Linked DNA regions of Mus musculus: region 1 is linked to region 2. The links are chromatin contacts, called in public Hi-C maps. All regions are on one chromosome and are shown on one strand. The core of a region is the stretch at or near the end of the contact, and the rest is flanking DNA. Distances in the headings are between cores, read along the strand shown. Region 1 has its middle 41 kb from the start of Klrh1. Region 2 holds the start of Klre1 (killer cell lectin-like receptor family E member 1).

Region 1 (6,123 bases), core at 328-2,827, 250 kb after region 2:
ATGCCAAGATGCCACTGAATGAAAGTACTCTATAGAAATTCCATTCTTTCACGAAAGGCAGGGTGGCTCTGTCTGAAACAGAGGTTCTCAACCTGTGGATCATGACCTCCTTAGGGGTCAAAAATTGGTTATCCTCCATATTGGGTATTTATATTGATATTCATAACAGTAGTAAAATTATGGTAATGAAGTAGCAATGAAATAATTTTATGTTTGGGAGTTACCATAACATGAGGAACTGTATTAAATAGTAGCAGCATTAGGGACATTGAGAAATACTGGCCTAAAGATGATGTTGGTACTTGGACCCCATTTGTCATAGGAGGAAACTGAGTATTTTAATTAATGCTACCATACCTGCTGACATTCAAAGAGTTACTCCTTCCATTCCTCCTCCCCTTCACCTCTGAGAAGATGTTCCCCCTGGATATTCCCCTATCTTAGTACATCAGGTCTCTGCAGGATGAGGCACATCATCTCCAACTGTGGCCATACAAGGCAGACGACTGCTACATATGTGTAGTGGGAAGAGCCTCAGACCAGCCAATGTATGCTCTTCGGTTGGTAACTCAGTCTCTGGGGGCTCCCAGAGGTCCAGGCTAATTCACACTTTTGGTCTTCTTGTGGTCTTGACATCCCTCTCAGGGTTTTCAATCCTCCCCCTAACTCCTCCATTAAGGTTCCCAGTCTCTGTCTAATGTTTGGCTGTGGGTATCTATATCTGTCTCAATCAGCTGCTAAGTAGAGCCTCTCAGAGGACAGCTATGTTAGGCTCCTATCTGAAAGCCTAACAGAAAGAAATTGAAGAATACCTTAGAAGATGGAAAGATGCTCATGGATTGGTAGAATTAACATAGTGAAAATGATCATCTTACTAAAAGCAATCTACATATTCAATGCAATTCCCATTGAAATTCCACCACACATTTTTACATACCTTGAAAAAGCAATTCTCAACTTTATATAGAGTTCAATCTGGAACAACTAAAGAACCTCTAGAGGAATTACCATCCCTGACCTCAAGCTGTGTTACAGAAAAATAGTGATAAAAACTACATAGTATTAATACAGAAACAGAGAGGTTCATCAATTGAATAGAATCAAAGATGTAGAAGTAAACCTACACACCTATGGACACTTGATTTTTTACAAAGAATTCAAAAACACACAATGGGAAAAAGAAAGCATCTTCAAAATATGGTGCTGGTCTAACTGGATGACTAATTGCCTGTTTCTAACCTACAGTCTGTCTTATTTGAGATTACAATGACTATAGGGATAAACAAAACTTGGAATGAGATCCCAGCAACAATTGGGCAACTGCTTTCTCAACGTATACTCAAACCAATAGGAGAAATATGATATGCAGTTAAATAACTAACAGGTTCTAGACAGTTTATAGCTCATCTATGCCATCTCCCTACCATCACAAGAATTGATTGGATATTTTAAAGCACTGTATATAAAGATTATGTAAAAATAAGATATAAAATCATAGCAGATATTTTCTGAGTGGTTAGCCTAACAGAGGAAAGGAAGTGTCTGCTGGACTTAAGATGTTTGTACTAAACCACACAGGAAACCGCAGACTCAGGAGGTCATGTTTTGTAGACTACAAACCCAGAGTAGAGAACTTTTCACACAAGGGGAAAGATGACCCTTACAAAAAAATGTCTCTTTTCTTCTTTTCATCTATACACTAGTAAAAGTTTGAAATTTGAGAAGTGATATATACAAGTGAAATTCATGAGAGAATGTGGTATTGCACTAAAATGGCTGATTATTAAAAATATAGTGCATGTTTGAGGAGGAGGGCTTCACAGTTTTCTTACTTTTCTATTGCTTTGTCATAATACTATGACTAGAGGAATATATGAAAGAGAACATTTAAATTGAGGACTTATGGTTTCAGATGGTTAGAGTCCATGGCATGCATGGCAGGGAGCATGGCAGCAGGCATGGGGCTAGAGAAGTAACTGAGAACTTACATCTGATCCACTAGCATGAGTCAGAAAAAGCTAATTGTAAATAGCATGGGCTTTTGAAAGCTCAAAGTTCACCCACGCCCAGTGATCCACTTCCTTCAACAAAGCCACACCTCCTGATTCTTCCCAAACAGTTCCAGGCCCTGGAGACCAAGCAGTCTTTAGATACATGAGTCTTTAGACTCATCCTCTCTCAATTCACCACAGCAGTTATGAGCACTGGCTACCATTTCAGAAGACCTGGGTTGGGTTCCCAGCACCCACATGACAGATTATAACTCAAATTGTAGGGATCTGATGCCCTGTTCTGGTCTCCACAGTCAGTGCGCATATGTAATACACAGACACATATGCAGATAAAATATTTCTACACATAAAATTAATTAATTAATTTAAAATATATAGTGCTTAGGTCCAAGAGTTGTTGAGGTTTTTAAAAATGACTTCAAGGGGGCTCTTCAGTATTTTAAAAATATTTTCTCACAAGTGCTTTACTTTATATTTTGTATTAGTTGAGTTGGTAATCTGATTATCTGAGTTACTGAAAGAAAATGACTGATTTCATTATCAGAAGGCACAGTTAGGGAGGACCCACTTCTAGCCCAACTCATGTCTACTAGTCAACTACACTCAGAGAACTCTGTTGATGAAAGTCATAAATTCTTTGCTCCATAGGACTATATGCTTTATGGCAGTTTGTTTTATGTAGGAATGAATGAATGGATGAGGGTGAAAGAGAAGGAAATGAGCATGAAGGAAAAGAAAAAGAAAAGGGGAGGGAGAAAGAAAAGAAGAAGGAAAAATGAGGAGGAGGAGGAGGAGGAGAAAGAATAGGAAGAGGGAGGAAAACCTTACATACCACTCTTTGATCATGAGTTTTAATGATACATTCACTTATAGATATACCCTCAGTAAACTGGAAAGTCACTAAGTATATGTGGAAGGTGTTTCAGGAATCCAGGTAGAATCGATGACTTAATGATCACCATTTGACACAGTCTGTAACTTGGTTTGTAATGGCTTTTCAATTTTTTTTATTCAAATAAGAATATGTCTTTTGAAGCATTAATATCTGTACTATTTGTCAGTTTTGGATTAAATTTTTTCAAAAGATCAACAGATTGTATGACTTTTGTGCATTGGCCACCAGAGGGCACAGTCAATAATCCACAGTAAATTCAAGCCTCAGAAATTAGGAAACAAGTCTCCTTGGTGAAGAAAAAGGAGATTATTATTACAACATTATTGGTAGAATGTTATAACAAGATTCCAAAGGATTTTCTATCATTCCCCCATTGATCCTATTTTCTTTTTAAAATATTTTTCTTTTACTACTATATATGTTTTTCTTCAATAATTTAGTTCTTTTTAATTAACATCCAGAGAGAAGCGCCCCTTCGAGTGGATAGGTGGGAACATTAACCCACCCAAACCTTTGTCCTGCATACAAGATGCACAGGAATAAAGATGGAGCAGAGACTGCAGGAAAAGCTAACCAATGACCCATCCTATGTGAGAAAGCTCATCCCCCACACTAATAAGATACTCTGCTATGCTTGCAGACAGGAATCTAACATAATTGTCTCCCAAGATGCTTCATCCAGAGGCCAATGGAAACAGATACAAAGGCCCACATCCAAACATCAGGCAGAGCATGGGAAGTCTTGTGGAAGAAGTCTGGAGATATGACTGAGAGAGGACAACACAGGAAGACCTAGAGAATCAACTAACAATCCTGGACTCATGGGGGTTTGCTGAGACTGAACCACCAACCAAAGAGCATGCAGGAACTGGACATTGACCTCTTACACTTTTGTAGCACATGTGCAGCTTGGTCTTCATGTATGTCCTATAACAATTGGAGCACGGGCTGATTCTGATTCTGTTGCCTGCTATTGGATCCCTTTCCCTTCCTGAACTGCCTGGTTTGGCACTCAGTGGGAGAGTATGTGCTTAAGTCTTTTAATTTTTTATTCTTTCAGCTTTTGGTGATGGTATTCATTCCGCATCTGTAAAATAATCAACAAACCAGTACAATACAAACATGTATAGATGCATAGTTATCCATTGAGGATCCTTTTGGGGGTCACTGAGTATTTCTAAACGTCAGATTTATCTCACTACAAAATGATCATAACACAGTTACTCTCCAGTTTATGGAGGCGGATCATGAGTGGGATTTATGTCAAATAGCAATGATAGAACATCTAAAACAATCCAGCCCTACCTCAAACTATTTGGACTGTGAAGTCAGGACAGATTGGTCTGATGCAGTTTGCAGAGGATGAGGTGTGAGGAGCAGCATGAAGAATGACCCAAGACTAATATCTGTAAATCTGATAATGAAATCAGTCATTTTCTTTCAGTAAATCAGATAATCAGATTACCAACTCACATAATACAGGCTTACCATTTCCAACCACTTTTGATCCTTGCATTTTAAGCCTCTAAGGAAAGACTTATGGCTTACTTTCCAGTATGACTTCAGTAACAAATAGAATGTTCTGCAAATAGTAATAATTAACCAATTATGCAAAACAAATGGATATTATTTTGTAGATAATTAGAAATGAAAACTGAGTCAGGAATACTGCTAAAAACTGAGAAAGAATAACTTGATTTCCATCAATGGTTTTGTACCCAAAGTAAAAATTTAAATATTTAAAAAAAATAGTTTATTTGTATACTTTCAGTAAAAAACAAATCCTTACCAAGTTTATTATATGTTGTTTGGCTTTTCTTTGGGCCACATGAACAAACTCCTTTTCACTCCAGATAGAGCAATGGTTATTGGGTTAAAAAATAATAAATAAAAATAATAAATAAAAAAGTATTCCAGTGAGATTATTGGAGTAACTTGCAGGAATATGAGTAAGAAGTAACTTATAGTAAAGAAGATGTCTCAAAGACACTTAGTAATTCACACTATTGAATGTGAATTACACATGTGCCCCCTTCCCCCCAAAATGCTTTGAAGAATGCAGTATATTCATCCTGGTAGAAGTGAAGATATTCTGGTAAGAGATATGCATACCTTTCTATTTTGTTCTTTGGCTATTGAAACAAGTTTTTAAAAAGTTGCCAGACCATACTGCAGAAGAGACTGAAGCAAAGACTGGGGTGATAATTGGAACTGTACTATGAACAGTGTTTCTTATTTATGCATATCTCTTGAGCTTTATTTTAAACCTAAGCCTTCACTGTTTTTATTTTTGTTTTGTTTTGTTTTGTTTTCTGTTTTCTATGATAGTCAGATGGAATGCACTCCTTTCTCTGTTTCTTTAATAATACCCCAAGAAGTTCACTTTCATAAGTTTCAATAAATCTCAACTCAACACTAAGGGCACTAAGGGTGGTTTGAACCAAATGTACACCATAAATTTCAGGCATTTCAATACTACTTGGTCTTCAGTTGATGGCTGTTTAAGGAAGATTGGGAGTTGTGGTCTTGCTGGAGGAAGCATGTCAGTGAATGCAGGCCTTGAAGTTTTAAAAGGCTTCACTACATTTGGAGTTAGCTTGTTCTGCTTCCTGTTTGTGATATGAGACGTGAGCTCTCATTTATTCTACTATGTCCTTCTTGGCCTTCAAGGACTGTAACTCTCTGGCACCCTAGGCCTAAAATAAACATTTGCTACTATAAATTGTTTTAGTCATTGAATTCTAACAAACATTAGAAAAATAAACGTTAGAACTTAGAAGGAAAGGATGGAAAAGATATTCCAAGCAAACAGAACTAAGAAACAAACAGCCATATCTATTCTGCCAAAATAAACTTCAAAATGATCACTTTCTGAAGAAGTAATCTGACAAAATAACCTTCAAATAGAAACTTGTGAGAAGCAGCAGGAAAGGTCATTTCATATACATTAAAGGAAAAATCCATTAGATGATTTCCAATTTTAAACATTCTCTCGAGTCCCAAAAAGCACTTGGAAGTGATTCTCCTGTGCTCCAAACTTAGGTGCAGCTGGTGGTCACCTAGGTGAAATAAAGATTTTTACCAAATGTATTTACAATTCCCTGAGTTTCCTTGGTGCCTGTTGTAATGTTTCTCTTTTCATATCTGACTTTATTAACTTGGATCATCTCCGTTTACTTTGGTTAATTTGGCCAAAGGTTAGTAAGCCTTATTAAC
Region 2 (5,869 bases), core at 1,035-3,534:
ATGTTGCAGATCCAGCTTTGTGTCTTCAAAACTCAAGTAGTAGTTTCTACACACCCATACTATGATGGAACTATCATTCTTGAGTTATCAGCCTATGTATCTATGGATGGAAAAAAGAATATATAAATGTATTGCTCATGGACACAGACACAGACACACAGACACACACACAGACACACAGACACACACACACACACACACACAGAGGAATATTACCTAGCTATAAAGACAAGTAAAATCATGTCATTTTTGGGAAAATATACAAAATTGGAGAGTGCTATTTTAAATAAAATAACAGTCAAAGAATGAAAAACAAAAACGAAAGGAGGAAATATTTAAAGGAGTTTTAGAAAGGCACAAGTCCCTTATGCCCCATTTCCTGGACCTTTTTCTTGCTAGCTGAGTCAAAATTTCTAGAGATTATACTGCCTAAAAAGATCACACATATAATTGCTAAGATGGGTAGTTAAGTATGCCCAGGTAGAATATGTTGCGGCATTTTGTTTGTATGTATATGATCTATGTAAATTTTATTTATTTATTTATTTATTTATTTATTTATTTATTTATTTATTTATTTATTTATCTATCTATCTATCTATCCACCCATCCATCCATCCCTTTATCCATTCATGCTTTTGTTCTTAAAAAATTCCTTTCTTGTGTGTAAGCCTGTCTAGTGTGCTCATAAATGACCCAGTGATTTCATTTATACTTCAAAGAGTTGCAATGTTTTCTTTCTTCCCTCTAAATACTGTAATTCCAAAATCCCTAAATCTCTTTCCAAGGTTGATGGCCCTGAGGGTCACTTCTCTCTGATACAATTCAAATTGTATCTCCTGATCAACAACCAGGCCAAGTTTGTGTCAGTTTGGCTCATCTTGACATTCTTTATTGCTGTCAAGTCCAGAATCCAGACATCTCAGCTGCACATAAATAGTAGAGGCCCCAGGACTGTGAGGCAGACTCCTCAAACTGCACAGCTAGGAGAATTGAGCCATTTCCCAGGCCTCTGAGTGAAGGGGGACTATCAGGGATACGAAAAGAGACCCAGGATGAGAATAGTTGGAGGATATAAGACTCCACAGACTGGTTCAGGGGACTCATGGCCAGAGTCTTTCTTACCCTCCCACTCTTAAGCATGCTTCCCACTGGTGGCAGTTTTGGGGCTGCAAATTCACAGAATCTCCTCCACTCTGTTTGTTTTCTTTCCGGACTTCTCATTACTAGAATGTTTAAGACACTTAGTGATTCTGAAAGTCTGGCCTGGGGAGAGTAACAGTAATTTTGTTTCCCATCTTTTTAGTTACTTAACTTTCAATTTTACAAAAAAAAGATGCAAAACATGAGACAGAACTTCTGCATATGTATACGTAGTCAAAGAGAAATCCACTAGGAAGAATTCAATAGGCAAACAACTTATTCAAGATGATAGAAGTAGGGGAAAGTAATGGAGTTCAATTCTGAAGCAAAAAGCAGAAACAAAAGAGAGAGATAACATGAGCTAATGGGAAAATCCATGAAGGCTTTACAGAGAGGTCAGCCAATGGCTCAGATGTTTGTTGTCCCAGTCTGTGCTTTCTGAAGCTGAGCTGGGCGTTTACACTTTCTTTCTTAAAGACTGTATTAGTATTCTTAAGGAATGTCTTTACCTGAGTCTTTGACAGAGGCATTCCTAGGGCATAAGTCTGGGAACAGGCTGAAGATTTATATCTCAGAATGTACTACAGTCTTCAAAGGTAATACTTTGAAAAACATGCAGGTCAGCCAGTAATAGTCTGGAAGAAAACTGTCTAAAATAAAATTTAGTTAAGTTCAAATGAAAGTTAAGGGTGACCACACCCATCCATATTCACACAATAGCACACACACTCACGCGCGCGCGCGCGCACACACACACACACACACACACACACACACACACACACAGAGGCACACACACACATCATTCTCATGCCATTCTGACTCGATTGTGTTTAAGCTGTGGTTCCAGAGAGTCATATATGACATTGTAGTGAAAATGTTCTTATGGGAATGGAATATTTGATTACATCAATGTTTGCTTGTTTTTTTTCAAGATCCATGACTTGCTGTGCCTGGGAATGAATGCACAGCCTCATGAGTATTGAGTAGTGGATGGACACATGATCTTACTTGAGTTTTAAGCTATGCTCTCACCCATATTATGGGTGCTAAACGGAAATGTAAAGCATTAGTGAGGACTTTGCTATGGGGCTGTGAAGTGTGATCAAGCAGCTTCCTCCCCTGTTCCCAGTTCAGTCTTACATATCCTGCTCCAGACCCTGCTGATTAGCACATATTAAAGTTTTAACATCTGTGCCTGGAATTCCCTCTTTGCTTCAGGTATGTCTGATCATTTCTGGTTCAGAGTTTGGAACATATAACTTATATAATTTGTTCTAGGGGGAATAAATCTCCCTCAAGGCATGGTTTAAAGTTGTTTATTATACCTTTATCTTATGCGTATTGGTGTCATGTCTGCATATATGCATGTGCACACTGTGTGTACCTGGTGCTCCAGGCAACTACAAGAGCGCATGGGATAGCCTGGATGGGGAGTTACAGAGGATTGTGAGCCACCACGTGTGTTCTGGGATGTTCACTGGGAAAGTAGCTAGTGTTCTTAACTACTGAGCTATCTCTCCAGCCTTGTTTAAGGCATTTTAATTGAAAATAAACACCAACCAGAGTACACAAGCAAGCAAGCTTTCATTTTATTTGATTCTCATTCCCAATCTACAGAAATCAATGACAGACCAAAGTAACGATACTACAACTTCCAGCTTGGTATGGTGACTTTCAGATATAACAATTTTCACAGGAAAGCTTCTCTGGAACCTGAGTCACAAACAAGTGATGGCATTCTGGTCAGTTTTCCTCAGCTCTGCCACGGAGGGTCAAAATTAGCAAATAGCATACAATTAATTTTCCTCCCACTTTGAGTTTAATATATTTTAGTATTTTATATATCTTGGTTTTGTTGTTGTTGTTGTTGTTTATTCATTTGACAAATCACACTACTTGAATAACAATACAGATTTTAAAAATGTTTATAAGCTATTTTTATCTTTTAAAGTATTTTAATTAATTATTTCAAAATTGTTTTTTTTCATTTTGTTTTTGTTTCAGTTTTGTTTGTTTGTTAATTTTTATTTTTTATTTATTTTTGGTTTGTGAAAGAGTTTCACTATACAGCCCTGGCTGGTCCAGAAGTTTCTATGTAGATCAGGTGCTGACTTCAAACTCAGGAATGTGCCTGCCTCTGCCTCTTGGATCTTTGAATACTATTTTTCAGTTTATATTAAAGACAAGACTTCCTTCCTTCCTTCTTTCCTTCTTTCCTTCTTTCCTTGCCTCTTTTTGTGCATATGTGTTTGTGTGTGTGTGTGTGTTGCTAGAGATAAACTTAGTACCTTATACATGCTAAGCAAATGCTGTATTAATAAGCTATACAATCAGCCTAGTCACATTTATTTAAGAACTAATTTGGCCAGGAGAATTAGAAGTTCAAGACCTGTCAGTAGTGTAGTGAGAATCTGTCAAAACAAACAAACAAACAAACAAACAAACAAACAAACAAACAACACTGGAAATTTAGCCCACTTATAAAGCACTTATGTAGCATGCACAAGGTGCTGGATTGGAGCCTAAGTACCTCACTGTTTTAAGAAAAGAATTAACTAAATAAAGTTAGTTTACTTAATTTACCTCTAAGTTTCTGGTATTATGTTTTCATATATTTTAGGCTTCAAAGTTGAAAGCATACCTCATAAAAGCATATGGTCATGTCTATTCCTCAACGCAAAAGCTTTTAGAATTGTTATTTTACTCATTTTTACTAAAGTACATTTCCCCAGATTATGCTATGCCGATATTTCCTTTCCTTTCCTCACAGCATTTTTGTCTTTATAAAGATGGATGAAGCACCTGTAACCCGTTCTACCCTAAATGTGAATTCCCAGCAGAAGAGTAAAGCAAAGAACAAGATTAAGAATACACTTAATTCAAATGAATTGTCATCCATTGAGCAGAGGAAAAAATACCAGAAACATCTTAAGAAGCACAAAAACACAGCAGAAGACATCAGTGGTAAAGGTATAATATTGTATTCAATAAACACAGGGAGATTGTTGAAAATTCAGGTTAAGGTCAAGTTTTGTTAGATACTAGGGATATACATTGCTTGCTGTTAAAGAGATATTTGCTTTAGCCTTGAATGGAAAAAAATAAACTTTTAAGAAGTGAAAAAGGATAGAACTGAACTCCCTGGCTACAGGATTATAGAAGTTAAAATATGAAAAAATTACTGGATATAGCTGCCCAGGGCAGTGGGTCTTGGAATCCTGTTCTGGGGCATTATGAATTTGGTTGGTCTGATGGGTTTCTGACCAGGTTATTGCGTGCAGGAGAAGCTGAAACTTTACTCTCATAATACCCTGAAACAAGCAAAAAATAAATGTATTTCCTTCAGACTTGGACTTCAAAACAAGTTGGATATAAGCAAAGATAAAATCAATTCTTTGTGAAGGTTTCATGCAGCTAATGTAGTTATGGCTTATTTCTGGGATGTTCCTCTGGTTATCATTTAAGGCTTGCCTTAAATGTCTGGAAGATCCAAGCATCTTAGATAGAGAAAGGGAAATTAGGAATTGGCAGATGACAATTTACAGATTGCTAAGTAAGGAAGGAAGCAAAGAAGAAAGGAAGGAAGGAAGGAAGGAAAGAAGGAAGAAAGGAAGAGAAAATCTGAGCTTGAGTGGCAAAGCTCTAGGGACCAGAATGCCACCTTCATCTTCAGACTTACCTTGTTTTTTTAAAATACAGTGAGGAATACTGCTAAAGTGGAGTGAGTAAAGCATGAATTAAGTTTCTCACAGTAATGCTAGTAGTCTGAAAACTCACCCCCCAAAAATCCCATTTCAATGAAGCATAGGCTTCCATAGAATGTTTACTTAGAGCATGTCGATCTTGAGATTGTGTCCATTCAGTGGTGAATGTTTGGAAGAGAATATTAGCGGCAAGGCAAAAGGAAAGAAAAGCCAAGTAGATGAGAAACGCTGGCCGAGAGGAAGCAGACTGCTGTGTGGCACTGAGCACCCAGGTGAAGTTTGAGTCTATTGTGGATGTGACTCCCTCCCAGTCTGTTTGCCAGCAGAGAGAAGGTAGAGTCCATCAGCTGACCAGTGCTAGCCAGGTAGATGCACTAGAAAGTGTTGGCAGTGTGGCCAACCCTTGTTCTCAGCTTCATTAGTAAGTCTCCTCCTTGGACGACACAGTATAAACCTTGACACGTGCTTTCTGGGTTAAAGAAAAGAGTCGGGAAGTATGGAAGGGAAAAGGACTAGTAAAAGCGGTTCATTTGGCTTCCTAGTTTAGAATGCAATCACCTGTACAGAGAAAAATTCAGAGCTAAATCAGTCTTTTCTCATTTATGTTTCAAATTGTATTCTCTTAGTTCCTCCACCACACATGCCCTCTTCACCCTAAAGAGGGTGCTAGAGAGTAGGGTTTGAGGCCAAATATAGGAATAAAAGGCCCAGTTCTAGTAAATGATTATTTTCACTGAAAAGGCTTTTTAATTTAGTTCCTGTGTTATACAAAATTATAAATTACTCACTGATGTTTTTGGCTTACCTTTATGCAGTGGTATTTATATTTTCCACATTGACTACTGAACTCTGTTTTAAATTAAAGATATTAAACTAGTTCCACGGAGCATTCCAGATACATTAGTCCCAGGTACTTGTGATGTTCGATAAATAAATATATTACTGTTGTTTAGGAATTTTTAAAAACCATTGTGCCATTGTTTGCTTTAAATCTTGGGTGAAAAATTTAACAGGCTGGC

What was found. Hi-C and Micro-C count contacts between places; a contact is called where the count stands out from the background.
Region 1: a contact with region 2 is called in a Hi-C map of CD8 T cells, with 3 times the contacts expected there. The contact joins the enhancer-like site here to the promoter of Klre1 in region 2. A contact is called at or near these places in 2 of 15 datasets of contacts at CTCF or cohesin (CD8 T cells and large pre-B cells), 18 of 484 Hi-C or Micro-C datasets (CD4 T cells, CD8 T cells, LSK cells and 12 more), 2 of 115 datasets of contacts at active chromatin or transcription factors (CD8 T cells and bone marrow-derived dendritic cells) and 3 of 9 other capture datasets (adipose tissue, liver and macrophages).

The regions. Positions count from the first base shown.
Region 1 is chr6:129,822,629-129,828,751 of GRCm38.p6, forward strand. No RefSeq gene overlaps it. Among named protein-coding and RNA genes, the nearest start is that of Klrh1, 41 kb to the left of the region's middle. Within about 2 kb of position 1,578, at least 12 of the 459 cell types and tissues checked have an H3K27ac peak or open chromatin away from gene starts, as enhancers often do. A contact at or near this core is called in CD8 T cells, where this site is marked.
Region 2 is chr6:129,576,002-129,581,870 of GRCm38.p6, forward strand. Klre1 (killer cell lectin-like receptor family E member 1) reads left to right here and starts at 2,285. Exons shown (of 7, transcript NM_153590.3): 1 at 2,285-2,364; 2 at 3,917-4,116. The coding sequence starts at 3,936.